Regions from separate parts of the Mus musculus genome. Here region 1 is linked to region 2. The links are chromatin contacts, called in public HiChIP or PLAC-seq maps. All regions are on one chromosome and are shown on one strand. Each heading gives the region's core, a stretch centred on a gene start, on an enhancer-like site or on the middle of the called end of the contact. The rest is flanking DNA. Distances are from core to core; before and after follow the strand shown.

Region 1 (6,102 bases), core at 3,313-5,812, 49 kb before region 2:
GTGGGATTTTGGTGAAGAATGTGGCTGCTTTTTGCCCTTGTCTGAAGAGTCTACCTAAAGCTAAGGTAAAGAGATTTATATTTAATTGCATTGACAAAGGAAGTCTCAGAAACACCCAGCATAAACTTTGTTCTCTGGTTAAGTCTCATGAAGAGCGGTTTGAACAAGTTTAGCAAGCTTAGAAAGGAAAAATATAAAATATATGGTTTAAATATTAAAGGGTCACCAAGAAGTAGAATGGAGCTGAGTCCTATGTTCTAGGAGATAGCAGATTAAGGGAATAAGACTTTCGGGCAAGATCCTACCAACTAAATTTAGATACAGGCATGGTGGTTCACACCTTTAATCCCTGGAGATAAAGCCAAACATATTTCTGAGTTCAAGGCCATCCTGGGACAGAGCAAGCTCTAGATGAAGAAAAGCTTGAATTTGGTGTGGTACACGCCTTAATCCCAGCATTGATAAAGTTGAACAAGGGGATATTACAGCTCCAGTAAGCAGCAGAACTCAACAATTTTCACCATTTGACCCTGGCTATAGAGTCGAGAATAGAAGGGACTACTGGGACAATTCATGCTGGTTAGCGGGAGCTAAGAAATTAGTGGTGATTAAGAAGAGACCAGCATCACTGAGGTGAAATCTTCTGGGAAGTGTTTTCTGAGAGCACAAAAGAATCTGTGTTCCAGAGTTAGCCAAGGTTGTATGTCATGCTGCAGCTGTACTGGGTAGTGTGTAAGAGTCACCCAGGTTGTACTGGTTTTGAAGGCATGAAGGGGTCATGAAGAACTGCTGAGGCTTGGCACTATGAGAGGCCATGGAAGATCATTGGTGTAGTTGACAGCCCAGGGCTTAAGGGGTCATGCAAAGGAGTTGACACTTGACACCATAAAGAGAGCCTGTGAGAGGCTATTGGTGAAACCCAGTTGCAGCAGAAGACCCCAGTGTACTGGAGATGCCAGTACCATAGGATGATCACCAAGAACAGTGCAGCAACGGAGTGAATCAACCTGAGGTTAGAGTGCTACAGAAGGCAGAGCTGGAGAAATGAAGTCAGCCTGTTAGAGAAGCCCAGAAGATCATGTGTGTATCCTAGACATTGGAATATTGTCTGTAAAGTTGAAGGTGACTTGGAGGCCCCAAGATGTTCAGTTTGCCAGAGCTGTGAGATATCTGCTGAGAAAAGCTGCTAACAGGGAGTGGAACCAGCCCAGGGGAAAGAACTTTGTTGCAGTCAACAAAGATGAAAAATATGATGTGAAAGCTGAAAACTGCTTTAACATCAGCCATGTAGATGCAGAGTTTGGAATTTCCCCAACTGGTTTCCTGTCTTGCTTTGAGAATTACAGTTAAGTGATTGGATGTCAGAAGAGTCTGAACTTTTAACATTGTTGAGACTGCTATAGACTATGGGGACTTTTGAAGTTGAATTAAATATATAGACTCATATGTTTGAACAAACCTATGGGGCCAGGAAGTGAAATGTTTGTCTATGCTTGACCCAGGGAGTGGCACTAATAGAAGGTGTGGCCTTATTCGAGTAGGTGTGTCACTGTGGATGTGAGCTTTAAGACCCTCGGCCTAGCTGTCTAGAAGCCAGTATTCTGCTAGCAGCCTTCAGATGAAGATGTAGAAAGCACAGTGCCTGCCTGGATGTTGCCATGTTCCCACCTTGATGATACCGGACTGAACCACTGAACCTGTAAGCCAGATCCAATTAAATGTTGCCCTTATAAGAGTTGCCTTGGTCATGGTGTCTGTTACCAGCAGTAAAACCCTAACTAAGACAATAAGTCTGTAAGAATTCTAGGGTATTCCGAATGCTGATGGCAAGAGGAGTGACTCCTGCCATCAGCATTCCATCTCAAACAGCTTTATTGCTGGCATCCCCCAGCATCTGTGCTTCAAGCACCACCCTCCTTACAGAGGTATCCTTTTTCCATGATTCCTGTTCAGCAGTACAGATGTTTCCAACTGTGATGTCATCATGCCATTATTTCTACAAAATCAGGTCATTTCTGCTATGAGTACAGTCTTTTGGTAGTGGATATGTTTTTGTCATAAACTAAAGTGTTTACACATAAAAGGATAAGTGAGGTTTGTTTGTTTGCTTGTTTGTTTGTTTTTTTGTGACTGTACTAATTACTGAGCCAGTAATTGGGTGCTCACCTCTTAAGCATCTGTTTTCTCTCTTTCCTTAGTAACCAAGTCCCAGGATCATGCCCACTGGCAAGGTGCTCAGCTAACATTACATTCTCCAGACTTCCTTAAAATTGATGGTGGCCAAAATCCTGTTAGTGAAATGTCCGGGCCTTGACAAACAAATTGATGGTGTAATTTCTTGAAAGGTCTGTTGAAGGACATCATTGATGGTGTGGGACACATTACTGTCATCTTCTCTCTCCAGTCTTCTCAGCTGCCTAGCATATGAACACTTGGCTGAATCTCCAGGAGTCATGTTAGACTATGCATTGACCCTCAAACTGATATACTCAGGTTCGTTTTGTGGAAAATAAGCAATGAGCCAGAATTTCTGACTTGAAAAAGACACTCCAGCTGTATGCATATACATGTTTTAGCTCTAGACTCATCTTACATAACTTTTATCTTGCGGATGCCATTATTTTAGGTTTTATAATTAGTGCCACTGAGGCCAATGCCAGACAATCTAGTAGGCAGTAGTCTATGTTGTATTCTGTGATACTCCCCATCTACACCAATCTCCTGCAGGCAGAGAACACCAGGAACCCAACTAAAAGTAGCATCAAGAAAGACTCCACGGAAAGCCATGTGAGAACTTGTAAGAAAAGATGTGGAGCATTTGAGCTCATGTTTGGCAGCCTGAGGAGGGTTTAAGGAAGTGGAGCTTTGCTTATGGTTGGATGCTATGAGACTGGCACAAGTCTCTTACCAAGTCCTATAGTTTGAGACAGGCTATGGCTATAGTAATTAAGAACCATAGGCCACCTATATGTCAGGTGAATGGAGTGTTTGATACGTTGTGGTTTGAACAGTGGTTAGGTTTGTCTATGTACAGTCATACCTATGATGATCTTGCATTTGCCGTAATCCTCCCTTGCCTTGAGTGGCCTTGTATGGAGTTAACGGTAAGAGAAAATGTTCTCAGTAGTAGGACATAAAGATGTAGGCAGCAGTGCCATGTCAGCCTGACAGCCAGGCTGCCTTTCTTCCCCTGGTCTCACGGTGCTCAGAGCATGGCATGTTTTCAGTGTTCGCTGAATGAACTGTATAGCAAGTACTTAGTAACCAAACCAAGAACACCGAATTACCGTCTTTACTTCATAGACACTGATTGAATTAATTTACATTCCTTATATCGTCTTTATCTTATACTTCTCACTTGAATGAGTTTATGTCCTTTTCAAAGCCAGATTTACACGACAAGCTCATGCAATGACAACTTTCCATTTAAAACCAAAGCTATGGGCAAAGATACCCGGAGAGCTACCAAGAATGAGAATAACTGTATCCAAATAAGGATAAGTTGCAAAAATAGAACCAGGGTGTGCAATATCTGTTTGTTCACCACCCATATTTCCAAGGTCCATTTTAAATGCACTGGACGTACTTAGTAAATAATATTATCTGTCACACAGTTCTATTGTTTACTATACCATAAAATAATTCATAATTTACTGCTGATTCTGAAACCAGTAGCCTGAGTTCACATTCACATTACTGTAATGCATTCACATTACTGGAAAGAACCTGTATAAGTAGATGTGATCATACAGTTTAGATAACATTTACGAGTTCCTGTTCTAAGCATTTAATTGATTTGTTTCCTGTGATAGTCATAAAGCCCTGTAAAGCTAATTTCAATATTGTCTCACACAGGAAACCAAGTCATGAAGTAGCTTTCTAGAGGTCACATATTTCCTGCATAGAGATAGTTTCTAAGCCCAAATCTCTTGCCCCCCCCCCAATCTAATGTATTTGATCTCTATGAAGTAATACAGCTAGCATAACATGAGACACACAGTATGTGCTCAAAAGCGTTTTTAGAGTAGAAATTAGTAGCTTGATAAAGTGTTGGTAGTACAGGCAGATAAGCATGACTCCATGACTAATGAAGAGGAACAAAGACCAAAGCTGCTCCTGATCTATAACACATATAACAATTTGAAGGGAGGTTTGGGAGAGTGAAGTCAGCTACACCTACAGCATTAAGCTCTATAGTTAGGGGTGAGGCCTTGTGAGATCACCTCGATCCACATCAATATGCCAGTTGATGGTGCCATTTTTTTAGTGTTTGTTTAGACAGTCACATTGTTCAGATTTCCTGAGTTCAGAATATTTTTGAATATCTTGTAGTGTAGAAATTGTGTGCCTTCTTGCTATGTCATAATTGTATGGTACATATGATGTGTGCCAAGACATATAACCGAGGCTGAACACTCTCTCCAGAAGGAAAGTCTTGGTGGGGAGTCCTTGAAATGGGGATCCTAATGAGACTGTTGTTCTCTATTTAGCATGGAGGGACCTGCCTGCTTGATGAGTCAAGTCTGCAGAGTGTGTATAGATATACTCTAAACCAGGTGAAAGGTCAGAACGTTTATCTTGGTACACAAGAGTAATACAGAAGGAATGGTAGTGTGAACAGGCTGCCACAGAGGTTATGTGGCCACTGCTCTGTGTAATGACAAAGGTGTCTAAGGCCAAAACAGATCTCCACGTGAATTTGCTTGAGTGAGAGAGGATGCGGAGGGGATGCTACCTTCCTGCTTCTTGCAGTTGTTGTGGTACAAAGAAAAAGAGTGCAAGTTTTACACGTGCTGAAGAGCCTGTTCTTAGATCCAGAGGCTTGGAGACCATTGAAGGAGTTGGACAGTAAAGAGCAATAAAAAATAATATGAATGATGATTAAAAAAAAAAAAAACAAACTAAAGAAAAATGTTGTTTGCTAGCCAGTTCACTGTACTAAATAACTTTCCTCACAAAACTTGGGGAAAATGTTGATTTATCAGGGACCTTGGGCTACAGTGCAGCTTTAGTGGCTTTGGTGAGTCTGATATTAGGTCTTTAGTAAAGTCAGGGACGCTTTAGGAGAGGGTCACATATTCCCTACATAGAGAGTTTCCTACAGAGATGGACTTAGATCAGCATGTGAACTGGCTCTACTTAGTGCAAAAAAAAAAAAAATAAGTAAGAACAGACTAGAGGGGCAGGCAGTCCCCCACTGAACCACCCCAACACCCCACTGTGGAAGACTGAGGTTTCCAGGAGTGGGACCCTCCCCAGGTTCTCCTTTAGCAGAGTTGGCTAGGGCATCTCTCAAAGGGAGGTTCAATCCAGGTGACTGAAAGCCCTGCCCTATATTAAATTATAGATTTATTTTTTTAAATTGATGTTACAAGGTATTTGGGCGTGGGTAGGTGCTGTAGCATCATGTGTGTCTTGGTTTCTATGAATCCTATGGGTGTCAGGTTGAACAAAAACCAACTGATGGACATAAATATAAAACAATATAGTTTAAAAGGATTAAGCTTTTCCTAGGGGTAGGCTATTCCTTCCTCGGGGTAGAGGGTATCTATTTCTCCACAGCAAGGGGACTTTTAGGGGTGGGAGTATACCACTGGGATGCCACTGGGGACTTTCTCTGGAGGATGGGAGCTATGAAAGCAATCCTGTGTGGTTGGAAAAAATTGAAATCAACTCCTATTAGAGTGGAGAATATCAAATCGGGTAGACTGCTTGGGGGATATGACAAAATTATGAAAACATCATGGAGTCAAAACAGAAATTATTCCTCCAGCCCATAGACCTTTCAACAGCCTGCTATGACCTGTGAAAACTGGATCACTCCTGGGAGGGTTGGGTGTGCGGTAACCATCCACCACAGAGACTAAGTACTACAATATTAGATGATTCTGATACTTCTTTCCTCTATCCCTTTAACTATTCAACTCCATCTGACAGCTGCTCAGAATAGATGACAATGGACTTTAAGAGCACTTCACCAAAGTTATCTTCACAACCCCTATTCAGCATGAGATGGTGATCCAGGGCTTTGTGTTGTTGTCCTGCTCATCCTCTGCAAAAAGAAAATTGCTAAGTGATATATATAACCAATATACCTTTAAG
Region 2 (7,000 bases), core at 2,062-4,561:
CAAAATCATAAATTATAAACATGTGATACGAAAGCTGTTGACACAAGCTTGTGTGTACATACACATCGTACACACATACATACATGTGTGCATGCATACATACATGCATACATACTATAAATATTATATTAAAAGTCAACTATTTTAGCCCAGGTTGAAAGGATAGATAAGTGTTTTTTTCCTCTGACTGGTTTGGCCCCAGAAGTGAACCCACATTGAAGTAGGTTCCATTTCCAGGACAGTCCTAGTTAACTCTGGAGTTTCTCTATTAGAACCTGTTCCTTTGACTTCCTTTTGCCTTTGAACCCAATGACTACTAACACCTGCTAAAGAGTGGCCTTGAACTTTGTGTTTTGGCCCCAGTCTCCTAGTCTTTATATGGTATTTGATATTGCTGAGTCTTAGTGTCTGCATTGACCATTATATCTGGCTTTATTCAGTGATTATTCAAGGATAAAATGGGGTGATGGGGTTTAAGATGCTTAACACAAAACGTGGCCAGCCCACAGCAGGCGTTTGGTAATAGATGCTTCTTGTCTTGCCTCCTGGATTTGGATTCCAGTGCCGAACCAGACATCCCAATTATCTAAGCTGCTCAAGTATCGAGACAATGCAAAAGGCACCTGGGGTATGGGTCAAAATCCAGACAGGAGAGTCCCTTCAGCATGCCTTCTTCCCAGGTGTGTCATCTCAGGTTATGCCAACAGTCTGGTAGATCATCCCAGGGTCAATAGAAGACAACCCCGCTGTCTCACTGAGATTCTGCTTCTCTTAGTTTTGAGAAAGATTATTTACTCTGCTTTATTCTTTCACCATGTAGTGAAGCCACACCAAATTGGCTGTGGAGATGCCACTCATGAATATCCTCAAAACCCCATTTGAACAGGAATGAGAATTTCTGACCTCAGCTCAGGCCTCACTACACATAGCTGCCAACTGCAGAGCTCAAAATTAAAAAAAAAAGTCTCACCCTCTCTCTGATCTCACAAGATCAGAAGAGACAAGACAGCTGTACACTTACTGATTATTCAGAAAACCATTCATAGCTGAGCTATGTCCACCCTTTTACTTTTAATGCTCATTTAACTAAAAATGCTAGTCAACTTAGACCTGGCCTCTCCCAACTTATCATGTTTTGTCTGGGAACGTGGGCTGGTTTTCTTGTACACAAAACAAGAGCATGGATCTCAAACTTTTGCAAATATAATAGTAGTGAAATGGCTGTATGTAGTAGCTACTTGAAACTGCATACGTTAGGGATGGGAAATCTCTCATAATCATAAATGCACAGGCATTCCACAAAAGCAATAAAAGTATGCGTAAGTCTAAAATATCACTTTCCTTAGAGGGACAAAGTGTGATTTCTAGGCAATCTTTTCTTTAAGGAGGAGTACAAATTCCAATATCAAGTGGCTTTCTTTCTTTCTTTTTTTTCTTTCTTCCTTTCTTCCTTCCTTCCTTTCTTTCTTTCTTTCTTTCTTTCTTTCTTTCTTTCTTTCTTTCTTTCTTTCTTTCTTTCTTTCTTTCTTTCTCCTTCTCTATGCTTTGTACTGAAACAATAAGACCTGCCTACATACCAGGCTATAAAGGTACAATGTAGAACTCCAAACAGGAACTTTTCTAGTGACAAGAAGTATCTCAACAGACTGGGAGAACAGAAACTGACCTAGCTCATTTGGAACCGGGCTTGGCGCCTGATGAAACAGGTGAACTGTAATTAAGGACTGCAATAAAGGAGTTAAGCACTTTCATGACAACAAAAACACACACAGCACACCCCGCACTAGGCGGCTAGCAACCCCATTATTCACAGACTCTTGCTATCCCACATTAGCATATCCACTGAGATGCACAGAATAGACAGTTGCATTGTCTGGATACACCTTGTAAGTGGAAAAACAAAGTCACTCCACCACTGTGACCTTTAGGTTCATGCCTAACTTGAGGAAGACTGTCACCGATTGGAGTTTATCCTTTTCAGAGACCTTAAACTAAACACAGTGAAGCCACGTTGCTTAAAATTGCTCTTCTAGCAAGGCATTCTTAGCTCATTTTTGACAGAAACCACAGATCCAGTTTCCACTTGGGTTCTTGCCCTTAAACGTGTAATCTCTAAGTATGCATAGTATGTACTTCATTAGGGTTCCCAACCCCTGTAAGGCGTGTCAAAATAATAATTTAACTGTCGCATCCTGCACAGGAAGCGTCTCAGGGAAATTTGTCTCATTGCAAGTTCAAGAAGAATGTGGGATTGATAACTTTTATTTCCTTATTAAAACGTTCATCTATTGGGAAAGTTTATATATAACTCTTAAATCATCTGGCACTTAAGAAATTAGGGACAATTGGTTAAACAAAATAAAGCAGAGAGAGAGAGAGAGAGAGAGAGAGAGAGAGAGAGAGAGAGAGAGAGAGAGAGAGAGAGAGAGAGAGAGAGAGAAACTTTGCAAATAATGGGATTCCCACATTTGTGCCCCTGCCCACAGAGCTAACTCATTTCAAACAAGAAAACTACCCATAAAACAAACAAAAACCTCTCTAAACTACCCATCTTTAAGCCTGGGAGGCAGGGGCTGCTGGGGAAAGCAGCAGGTGAGAAGTCTGTTGGCAGTTGCTTCCTGGACCTGACCAGGTAGCCTTGGCCCCAGCAGCCCTGCTGGAGCAGGCACATCCCAGAGCCCCCTGGTTGTAAACTGGTCCTTTGCACAAAGGTCTCTAGCAGGCTGAAGCAATCTCTTCCTGCACCACCCTAAGAAAGTAAATCATTATCTATCAGAGATACTGTCCATACCTTTGGGGTTCTAGAACTGCTCAATTTTCAAAAGAAAGTGGGGGCGGGGAGGGGGGGAGAAAACCTTTAAAACTTTTAAAAAGTTTTTTTCAGTAAAATTGATATTAATTCATGCATAACATAAACTAGTCATGAATTTATCGACAAAAAGCAACGTCAACCGACCAAGTCGCACCATCCCGCACTTCCCCAGCCCCGCCAGTGAGAAAGACAGACTCACAGAAGACATCCTCTTAGACTGAGCGCACTTTAACAACTCCATACTTGTCCTATGACAAATGCACCGCGCCTTCCTCCCCCTCTTCTCCTCTTGGGGGCGTCGAGGGCTTACCTAGACAAAGCAGCGTCAAGACCCAAGAGGCAGGGAGCGTCTCCATCCTTCTTTCTCGGTGCAGCTTGCGGAGTGCGCGGCGGCCAGCGGGAGCAAGGTGCCTGTGGCTGAGTTGGAACCGAGCTGATCCAGGTACCAGAGCCCACCAAGTCGCTGTGACTCTGAGCAGCCAGGCAAGTGAGCTGAGCTACTCGGCGCAGCGCAGCGACCTTTATAAGTCTGGGGAGGTGCCTAGGCACGCGAGGACTTACTAGCGGGTTGTCCAGGGTTTCCTAATGCCACCCCCCGGGGGGAGGAGTGGTGGCCAGCGGAGGACTGGCCAGATGTCATCCTCCCTCTCAGGAACACCTGAGAGGAGGGTTTCAGGAATGAATGTCCTTCTAGTGTGGCTACTCCCCAAACTTTTCCATCCTCCTTGTCTTCGGACTCAAGCCCCGAGGAGGTGGGGAGCTTGGACCAGATGGGTTGGTTTGCTCTATGGGGTCATCTGCCGGGTAGTGGGTGGCTTTAGTTGCTGTGGGTGACTGTTGTAGTCAGGGCTGTGTTTCCAGCGCATACTTTTGGAGAGTTGAGTTGCCAACTCAGGCCGGAATAACTCCCTGTTTGGGAACATACTTGAAGCATGTCACTGGCTCCAGAGCTCTCTGCTCCTATTCAAATGCCCGGAAATGCCTTTCACCCTCACGCCTTCCTTCTCAGCCCCTCAGCTTCCAATGTGATTCAGACATTTATCACCTCAAAGTCTAGTAATTATGAAGAAAGCCCTATATTGTTTGTCCGTTCTGTCCTATTTGCTATCTATTGGCAAATTTTTTGAGTTAACAACTCCAAACACTGCCTTAATCCAGCACTCCTTGCTACAACAACTTTCCAGTTCTCTGTGCCTGTCTCAAATGCAAACTTGAATCGGTCCTTATCTGAGCTCGCACTAGTTTGTCAGACAAATTGGCTCACCACCTCACCATTTCTGCTTCTTCGCAGTTTCCTCCCATTGCTGATGGAGTCATACTTGGGGGAAAGGCTGCCTTTTATGAGGAACTAGGCGAATTAGTCTATTTAGCGTGGCTCTCGAGGCCCGGGATGTGTGAGTTCACAGGGATCTTGTCTGGTTTGAGATACCTTTTCCCTTGATTCATAGAATCTAGATTAGGCCCTGCGCTTCTGGTTAAATGACTGTGTATGCTTTGGTTTTTATTTATAAGTCTGGTTTTCATATCTCTACAGACATAGGGGTTTTTCCTCCCTCTGGGTTTTAGTTACATTCCTCTGGAGAGATTAGGAATAGTCAATTTAACACACAAAGAGATTGGGATGGAAAATGGAATCTGAATGATTTTTGCCTAGTACATTTGTTGATTTTCTAGCTCAAAATTAGAAAATGGATTGTTTATAAATTCTTTTTTTCCTGTTATTTTCTCTCCCTTAAGTCAAGGTCTTTGAGTGTCCGCACATTTTGTTGTTGGAAAGCAATACTGCATTCTTTTCGTGGTGAAGACTTAAACATTTGAATGGAAATCCTTGAAAAGCCTGCTCAGTCTTTCTACCCCGGCTCATGATGAAGGAGGCTTAAGACTAGTTAACTATTGGAGAAGATAAGGGGCGTGTTAAGCACAGTGCCTAGAAGGTCAGTGCTCCCTGAAAGTTCCCACTCTTACCTGCAAATGCCCACTCCTAAGGGGTACTTGGTAGTTAATCAATATTTACAAGTCCAGGGAAATCCAGGAACAATAGATTACAGGTAGGCAAGCTTTCTCTGTTGACTCCAATTTGTTGAAAGGGCAGATGGTAAGGAGCTTCACAGTGATTTTTTACGTGTGTGTGTGTGTGTGTGTGTGTGTGTGTCTGTCTGTCTGTCTGTCTGTCTGTGTATCAATGGCTAGAGCTGAGTAATATAACATTGGTAATGGGTTGTAGCTTTGTGGGTCACTTATAGGAGTCATACATTTGGTAAACCAGAATAAGGAAAAAGAGATTTGGTTACAAATTAGAGCTGAAAATAAAAATAGCTCAAGTGCCTGAGGAATAAAAGCAAAAGAGTGGGTCATCAGCTGGAGTCATCAGCCTCCAGCCTCCACGGTGACTTGTGCTACCTGCACAAGTACCCTTGCAATAAGTGAAAGAGAGGAGAGGGGACCTTGCTCACTCACTCACTCTGGTTCCTGCCTCCTTTCATTAGATGGAGTGCTGTGCCTTCTGTTCATAAAACAAAATAAAGGGATGGAGTAGGAGAGTAACAGGGCCATACTGACAGCAGGCAGCAAAGGGCCAGCTCTGGCACCATCTGTAGTCAAGATGGATTTTCACTCTGTGGCTGATGCCTGCATGAGGGGAAAATTCCTCACACGTCTCTTAAACATTTCCACAGCACATGCCCTTCAGCCGGCTGGCTTCTAACATGGTGTGAGGAAATCTTTTCTTTACTGGGTCTGTGTTTACTCAATTTTGTAGCCATTACTTCTCCAGCGTGACTCCACCATGACACATCAGGAGAGGTTTGCTGCTGCCTCCGCAAAATAGTATTCTGTATTTAAAAAAAAAGGAACAATTTTCATTCATTGTTACTTCATACATAGTATAAGGTACAATCATAATTCCCCTTAAAGGCAGAAACATGTTCGAGTGACTGCTGAACAGTTGGAGAATAAAATAAATTTATAATTTTCCAACTAGAAAGATGATGCTAAAACATCAGCCCGATCAGCAATCCCCAATTTGACATGTATGTGAAATTATTTTAAAGAGATTAGTAGTCTTAAGACATCTTAAGAGGTTAGTATATACAAATTACATATACATGTTTAATATTACTTAAATGTGACATTGAATTCTTACTGTGATTAGTAAGTATATTCAGTTTTTAAAAGACACTGAGTTCATTATGGCATTGTAGCATGTGCTTTTAGTATCATCCTTGATCATACTTTCATACATGTCTTTTCCTCTTCTACCCTCTCTTAATTCCTTCCTAACCCTGGTAACTCCTTTCCTGCAAACCTCTTTTTCACACTTCTGTTTATATGCTTTATTTTGTGACTCACTGGGCCTGCGTGACTTTACTCAATGTAATTTTTTTCCCAGCGCCATCCACTTACCTGCTGATAGATAAGATTCTGGGGTGCATATATTACATATTTTCAGTATCCATTCATCAGTTGATGAATATATAGGCTGCTTCCATTTCCCAACTTGTGTGAGTACAGCAGCAGTGAACACGAATATTCAGGTATCTCTGTAGTATAATATAGTGTGTGTGTGCATGTAGGTATCTGTGTGTGTGTCTCCTGTATGTGTATGCATGTGCCTGTGTGTAGCTATTATGTGTATGTTTGTGTGTGTGCATGTTGGTGTCTGTGTGTATCTCATGTATGTGTGTATGTCTGTGTCTGTCTGTATAGCCATTACATGTGTGTGTTTGCATGTATCTGCCTGTATGTCTCCTGTGTGTTTGTGTGTGCATGTAGATGTGTGTGTGTATATGTATGTATGTGTGTGTGTGTAGCCATTATATGTGTGTGTGTGTGCATGTAGGTGCCTGTATGTCTCCTGTGTGTTTGTGTATGTGTGTGCATGTAGGTGTCTGTATGTGTCTCGTGTGTGTGTATATGTGTGTATGTGTGTATAGCCATTACATGCCCAGGGCAGCATGGCTGTTTCATGAGTTAGTCTGATTTTCTGATAAGCCTCCAGAATATATTCATATTCTGCACTGAACTGCACTAGTCTCTGTTCCCACTGGCAGTGCATAAAGGTTCTCCATTCCCATCCATGTCAGCATGGTATTATTTGTTTTCCTAATGATTGCCATTCTGACTGAGATGAGAAAGGATCTTAGAATGGTTTTAATGCTGGCTAATGATATTGAAAATTTAAGTGTTTTC

The links. HiChIP or PLAC-seq counts read pairs in DNA pulled down with a chosen protein or histone mark.
Region 1: an HNF4G HiChIP or PLAC-seq map of pancreatic cancer cells shows a contact between it and region 2. The contact joins the enhancer-like site here to the promoter of Ereg in region 2. A contact is called at or near these places in 1 of 39 promoter capture datasets (macrophages), 2 of 484 Hi-C or Micro-C datasets (macrophages and muscle stem cells), 1 of 115 datasets of contacts at active chromatin or transcription factors (pancreatic cancer cells) and 2 of 9 other capture datasets (adipose tissue and pancreatic islet).

What each region holds. Positions count from the first base shown.
Region 1 is chr5:91,122,076-91,128,177 of GRCm38.p6, reverse strand. No RefSeq gene overlaps it. Among named protein-coding and RNA genes, the nearest start is that of Areg, 14 kb to the left of the region's middle. Within about 2 kb of position 4,562, at least 5 of the 459 cell types and tissues checked have an H3K27ac peak or open chromatin away from gene starts, as enhancers often do. A contact at or near this core is called in pancreatic cancer cells, where this site is marked.
Region 2 is chr5:91,070,928-91,077,927 of GRCm38.p6, reverse strand. Ereg (epiregulin) reads right to left here and starts at 3,311. Exons shown (of 5, transcript NM_007950.2): 1 at 3,123-3,311. The coding sequence starts at 3,168. Gm19610 (a long non-coding RNA gene) reads left to right here and starts at 2,993. Exons shown (of 3, transcript XR_001784889.2): 1 at 2,993-3,254; 2 at 4,550-4,746.